Regions from separate parts of the Mus musculus genome. Here region 2 is linked to region 1. A link is a contact called in public promoter capture Hi-C data. All regions are on one chromosome and are shown on one strand. The core of a region is the stretch at or near the end of the contact, and the rest is flanking DNA. Distances in the headings are between cores, read along the strand shown. Region 1 holds the start of Edil3 (EGF-like repeats and discoidin I-like domains 3). Region 2 overlaps Gm34699 (a long non-coding RNA gene).

The links. Promoter capture Hi-C pulls out the DNA fragments that hold promoters and counts their contacts.
Region 2: a contact with region 1 is called in a promoter capture Hi-C map of pre-B cells, with 2.2 times the contacts expected there. The contact joins the enhancer-like site here to the promoter of Edil3 in region 1. A contact is called at or near these places in 13 of 39 promoter capture datasets (the 3T3-L1 cell line, the C10 cell line, cranial neural crest and 9 more), 12 of 484 Hi-C or Micro-C datasets (cerebellum, cerebral cortex, cortical neurons and 7 more), 6 of 115 datasets of contacts at active chromatin or transcription factors (embryonic forebrain, embryonic hindbrain, embryonic stem cells and 3 more) and 1 of 9 other capture datasets (embryonic stem cells).

The regions. Positions count from the first base shown.
Region 1 is chr13:88,820,011-88,823,027 of GRCm38.p6, forward strand. Edil3 (EGF-like repeats and discoidin I-like domains 3) reads left to right here and starts at 1,462. Exons shown (of 11, transcript NM_001037987.3): 1 at 1,462-2,038. The coding sequence starts at 1,972.
Region 2 is chr13:89,519,198-89,522,214 of GRCm38.p6, forward strand. Gm34699 (a long non-coding RNA gene) reads right to left here. Exons shown (of 8, transcript XR_382713.2): 4 at 166-294. Among named protein-coding and RNA genes, the nearest start is that of Gm34699, 19 kb to the right of the region's middle. Within about 2 kb of position 1,459, at least 31 of the 459 cell types and tissues checked have an H3K27ac peak or open chromatin away from gene starts, as enhancers often do. A contact at or near this core is called in pre-B cells and second pharyngeal arch cranial neural crest, where this site is marked.

The DNA of each region.
Region 1 (3,017 bases), core at 212-2,711:
CCCAGCCCTTCTGGCTCCCCCACCCAACCACCCACCAACTCCTGCCTCACCATTCTAGCATTCCCCTACACTGGGGGCATTGAGCTTTCACAGGACCAAGGGCTTCTCCTCGCATTGATACCTAACAAGGCCCTTCTCTGCCACATATATGGCTGGAGTCATGGGTCCCTCCATGTGTATTCTTTGGTTGATGGTTTAATCCCTGGGAGCTCTGGTTAGTTTTTTAAACATGTATTGTCACCCTCTCACTCAGCATGGGAAACATGTTTTATTGTGGTTGGTGTTTTGCCCATATTACACATTACTTCTCTCTCTTGCCCTCATTTGGTTTTATTTCTCAATTGGTTTGCATGTCCTCCCACCCTTGATATCACTCCAGACAGAGAGATGGTACAAGATGAGGTTCCAAGGACTTGAGGAAGAAATAAAGAAGTTTCATGGTTGTCTCCTTTCAGCATCTAATCCTGAGAGTGACAATTTTCTTCATTTCTTCAGTTTCTCTACGCATGTGTTTATATCCTCCTATCTCCCTTCCTAATGGTGACTCGGGGAGGGCAGAGAACCCTGTTTCATTTTGGTACTTGGTACCACAGGAATTGAATCTACAGTAAGCAATCATTCTAACTGAAAAACAGGGGAGAAAGTACAATTGTAAGCCAGAGGCTTTATTTTCAGTTCAATCACTTTCAGTGCAAAATAAGCCCATTTATTTTAGTTTTGGTGAAGAACAGCGAAATTTGATCCACCTGAGTGATGTGTCAAGAATCTGCTCTTTCCTCTGTTTTTCTATGACTTCCTTCATGTGAAACAGATGTCCTGCTTACATGCCTCCCACTTGCTTATGCCCTTTCTCCACTGAGAGCAGATGAGCCCACAACCTTTCTCTTCAGCCCTGAGCAAACTGATTTGCAGGCAGAACAACAGAGCAGCAGCCTGTCTTGCCTGTCTGGCTCCTGACTAAATCGTGACTCCTGAGAAACTGAGACTTCTTTTAGCAGTCTTGGGTCTCACCAAGCTTGAGGCTCCTAGAGCCACTTTGTGAAATCTCTTAACTTCCTTTCCTGGCAGTCCTGAAGTTCAGTGGACTCTTTTGTACACTTAACCATAAAACCAAACCTGGAACCAACACTTTCGGACATCTATCGTATTCCCTTAACCTTAGAGTTTGCATCTTAGGTGGAGAAGATGTGGAACTTAGCAGATAGTGGCAGGTATCAGTCAGGGTGTGGCTGCGGCTGCCTCCCTTTCTCTTCCAGCAGAAGGAGCCACCTTCCAAAGCTGGGGGAGAGAGAGAGAATGGGGGGGAGAGGAAGAGAGAGGGAAGGAGGGAGAGAGAGAGAGAGAGAGAGAGAGAGAGAGAGAGAGAGAGAGAGAGAGAGAGAGAGAGAGAGAGAGAGAGATTGGAGAAGGCAATAAGAAGAGGGAGGGTAGGGGGGCGGGCCGCCGGGGGCGCCCAAAGCCAGCTAGGCTCAGTCTCACACGCGCGCCGCCACTGTTTGTACACAGTGCGCTCCTGGCCTCAGGCTCGCTCCCCTCCAGCTCTCGCTTCATTGTTCTCCAAGTCAGAAGCCCCCGCAGCCGCCGCGGCAGCAGCGTGAGCCGTAGTCACTGCTGGCCGCTTCGCCTGCGGTGCGCGCACGGAAATCGGGGAGCCAGGAACCCAAGGAGCCCGCGCTCCGCCCGCTGTGCCTCTGCTAGGACCCACTCGCAGCCCCAGCCTCTCTCAAGCGCACCCACCTCCGCGCACCCCAGCTCAGGCGAAGCTGGAGTGAGGGGTGAATCACCCTTTCTCTAGGGCCACCACTCTTTTATCGCCCTTCCCAAGAATTTGAGGAAGCGCTGCGGGAGGAAAGACGTCCTCTTGAATCTCTGACAGGGCGGGGTTTACTGCTGTCCTGCAGGGCCGCCTCGCCTACTGTGCCCTCCGCTACGACCCCGGACCAGCCCAGGTCACGTCCGTGAGAAGGGATCATGAAGCACTTGGTAGCAGCCTGGCTTTTGGTTGGACTCAGCCTCGGGGTGCCCCAGTTCGGCAAAGGTGAGGTGGCTGGGCAGGGGTCCCTGGATGAGGGACGGGCGGGGAGCACCTTTGGAAATGCCGCTCAAGGGGCCACAGTGGGTCCTCAGTGCGTGCACGGCGTGAGGAGCGCTACGAAAGAGGCGATGCTCCCTGGATACCCTGCCAAAGTGCTAGCAAAGTCCGTGTGGAGTGCCCCAGGCTGAGCCTGGGAAGAGGGTGCGATCTAGAAAATAAGAAGATTGAGGGGGTGTGAAGGGGTTGTCTTCCTAGGCTTTTTTTTTGCTAGTGATTCCCTGCGCGACCCCTGACTAGCAAATATCAATGTTCTTGGCCGATGACAGCGGACAGGGTTGTGAGGTTGTGATAGAGACCTGACAGAGCTAAGTGTGCTGGGCCATCATCTAGTAGGTGCTAGAATAGCCTGGATAACCACCGGGCGGTAAGCTGGATGCAGTGCTCTGGTGCAGGGACAGGGGTGGGGGTGGGGGTGGGGGCTAAGGGGTCTGTCAACCTGGACCCGATATTGAGAGTTCATACTGCCAATGAGAAAGAGAGAGGTCTACTAAGTCGCTAGCTTTCTCCCCAACCCTCCTCTTGGGCGCGTGACTTCAATTACAACAGCTCAAACAACTCTCTTCTCCTCCAACCCCAGGGGGCTTGAGCATTATTTTGTACTCCCTCTGGGTAAGACCTTAACTCTTGGTAATAGATGGCTGTGATGTGCAAACCAACCTTCATGCGTCCCTGGCCCAGGAGCCAAAAAGTTGTTCAGATTTGTCTACCTGTGCCTTTCATGGTTTGCATGTAAATAGGAAACTAGCATACAAAACAAAACCTAAAATTTTAAAATCAGTGAGTCTCCGGGTGAGTTGTTTAGGTGACTTTCAGGTCCTTTTGAGAGATTAGGCTTTGTCAATATAAAACCTGGTCAGAAACCTTTGTCTGCATATCAGCGGGTACTGAATTGGAGCCAGGAAGCCAAAGAGAGAGAAGGGGT
Region 2 (3,017 bases), core at 209-2,708, 700 kb after region 1:
GCTACTATTTTTTTCTGCAACACACAAAATGTCATGTCATAATCACTTGCTTTTGTATTACAATTACACTACTGTAACAATATTCTACATTTTAGGTGTTGAAGTTTATAATTTAGAAGACATTACTCAGTAAATGAAATACTTTGAAAATTCATTTTTACTTACGATTCCAGAAAAGAGGTGTTCGGGCTTCCTAATAAGCGATATCAGGAAAGCTCCGGATTGTGTTGTCCGTGAAGCCAGGCATGTGTAGAAGCGAGGACTGTCTGGACATTTTCACAGTGTTCTCAGGTTCTGTAGGTGGTCATTTATGTAAAAAGGTAACAAAGCATGAAATCTGTGCTCCTGTGACAATGTTCACAATGCTGCCGAGACGAGGAAATTAGGAATATAGGGCACTGTCTGATAGCCTGTCCTTTTCAGATGTTATCTAAGTGCAACTTCAAAACCCTGAGGAAAAAACCATTGCGTTTTAATTTAACGGGTGAACTACTGTATGTAGGTTTAGTTGGTGTTCATTGAAATTCCTGTGTGGTTCTTGGTTTATATGCTAGCCAATGATTATCTAAACTTTAAAGTTTTAGACTTGTCTGTACATTTTTTCTTAATGAATCAGGGGAAGAAATAATGAAAAAAAAATGTCCTATGTGGACAAAAATGAAATAACTGAGAGAACAGGGCTCACATAGAAAATTGGAGAACAATGCACAGGGCCTGTGGTGGGCACATGGAAATATAATGGGACATTCAATGCAATTATAGATCAAACGCTGCCAAGATATCACTTCAGAGATGTGCATAAGTTTCATTGCTCACTTAGTATGTGTAAATATATATTTTAACATAAATATATGGGTTTGTGTATGATAAAGACACATATTAAACCTTAAAGAGTAGAAACTTAGCAGTATATCAAATATAGAACAATGTTGGTGGATAATGTGTTTATACTGATTTCCTATGCATCTATAAAACTTTTTAATAGCTATTGCCTAAAATTTTTCTGAATTGAATTATTTAAAAAATATTTAACTGTATTTTAAACACTGTGAGAAGATTATATAGAAATAAACTATGAAAAATTCTTTTGTTAAAATTCTTTCTGGAAAATTGTTTATTTTTATAATTAGTCATTTTATTTCTTTTATACTCACATTCTTTTAAATTGTGTTTCATTCTGCTATTTGTAACTCAACTTATTATACTGAAATGCTAATATTCAAGTCTTCCTAAAGCCCTGTTCATAACCAAATTAAATAGACCAAAAGATAAAATAATTAAATAAATTTACTACATTTGGATGCAAAAGTAGACAGAGCTTCAAAGTGCACATGACTAAAGAGTTTAATGAGGAAGTGCCCCTTGAAGTCTTGAAAGGTATAGAGTCTGAAGACAGAAGATTTCGATGGTTATTTAATTAAGAGGTGGAAGACCCAAAAATAGCTCTGCTATTTCAGGGGCCAAATGTTTCTGCCTTTCACTAACGTAAGAAATGCCATGGTTCATTGATTCTGCTCTGGTTTGGACTACTACAGCGAATAAAAAGTTTTTAGAAAACCAATGAGGGAGAACAGAGAAATCAAACATAGAAATGAATAAGTACATGGAAACAAAACCCTACCTCATTTGAAACTCAAGGATAAGTAGGGGTGGGCAAGGACACAGACTAGTGCAGGGGTGGGAGTGGGCAGGGGGAAGCAGGACAAGGGTGAGCAGGGGGGAGGTGGAGCAAGGGTGGAGATGACTCCTACAAGGACCAATTGTCTGAAGCTAAGTTTAACACCATTCTGTAGGGAAAAGTAAGTTGTGGTTACAATGTAGAAAGCACTGTACACTAAACAGAGAGGCCAACTTTAACCAGTAGGAATGCTAATTGCTGGTTTCTATGCTAGACATTAGAAATATTCCAATACAAGTACCAAGGAAGGGTAGGAAAATGCCCTCTCCTATCAGCTTCCCCATTCCATGCATAGTGCTCAGTAGTACTTCATTTAATGCCTACAAGAACTCCATGAAACATATATGACAATCTTCACTTTACAGCCAAGAACTTCAAAGTCAAATATTTTAAGAAATGTGTCTGCTCAAGTTAGAGAAGAGAGAATGTTGAGAATTGAGGTGGTGGGTTTCTAGAGTCAATGACCAAGGGCTTTCAAATTCTGTCTCTTCTTCAAAGTAATGGAAACACTGTCAAAAACACCAAAAAAACACATCTTTCCCAGACATCTGGAAAGTAACTAGTAGCTTTCAAGAATTCAAGGAATGTTATTAAATGAAAGTGCCTAAGTTTGGGTAAAACAGAAAGCTTTTGTACTGCTCTGGCTTGCCCTGTTTCCAGCCCCTTTCTGAGCTCCATTCTAGCCATGAAAACTATCAGAACTGTAACCATGGTAAATGGGAAACCAGCAGTGTGCTGTGATTGGAAGAAGCAGAGTGGATTTGAACCTCCACAAAAGCCACACCCCTAGAGAACTGTCACTATTTTTCATGTCTGCTAGTTCTCTGGAAACTCTCCATTCACAAAGCTTGTCATTGCTTAATTTGACTCAGCACTCCCTCAGTAGGAAAATATCTACCCACAGAGATTTTTTAAAAGTAGTGAGCCACAATTTGTAGCAGTTCAATTGCATGAAGTGAAAGTACACACTGGAGAAAAGAGGGGACAAGCTGAGACATTTAAGATGTATCTGGGGAACTGAATTTCCATTGAAGATGTTGAGGCCCTCCAGCATATTAGTCAGATGTAGAAACTTCTGTGAACATGCTGGAAAGAAGCAGAAATGTCCTTAACTCTCACCTCTCAATATTATTGTAGCTCCAAACAAGAAGAAAATTCAAACACAGAGTTGTAAACTGCCAAAACACAGATGTGTTACCCCAACACACAAGATCCCCAATATCATATAGAGACTTCTTAATTAAAAACAGAAAATTCTGCACTAATAACCATCCACTACACAAAAGACCTGCTCTGAGGGAATCTAAGGTCTGCACTAATATGCAAGTAAGAGATAATA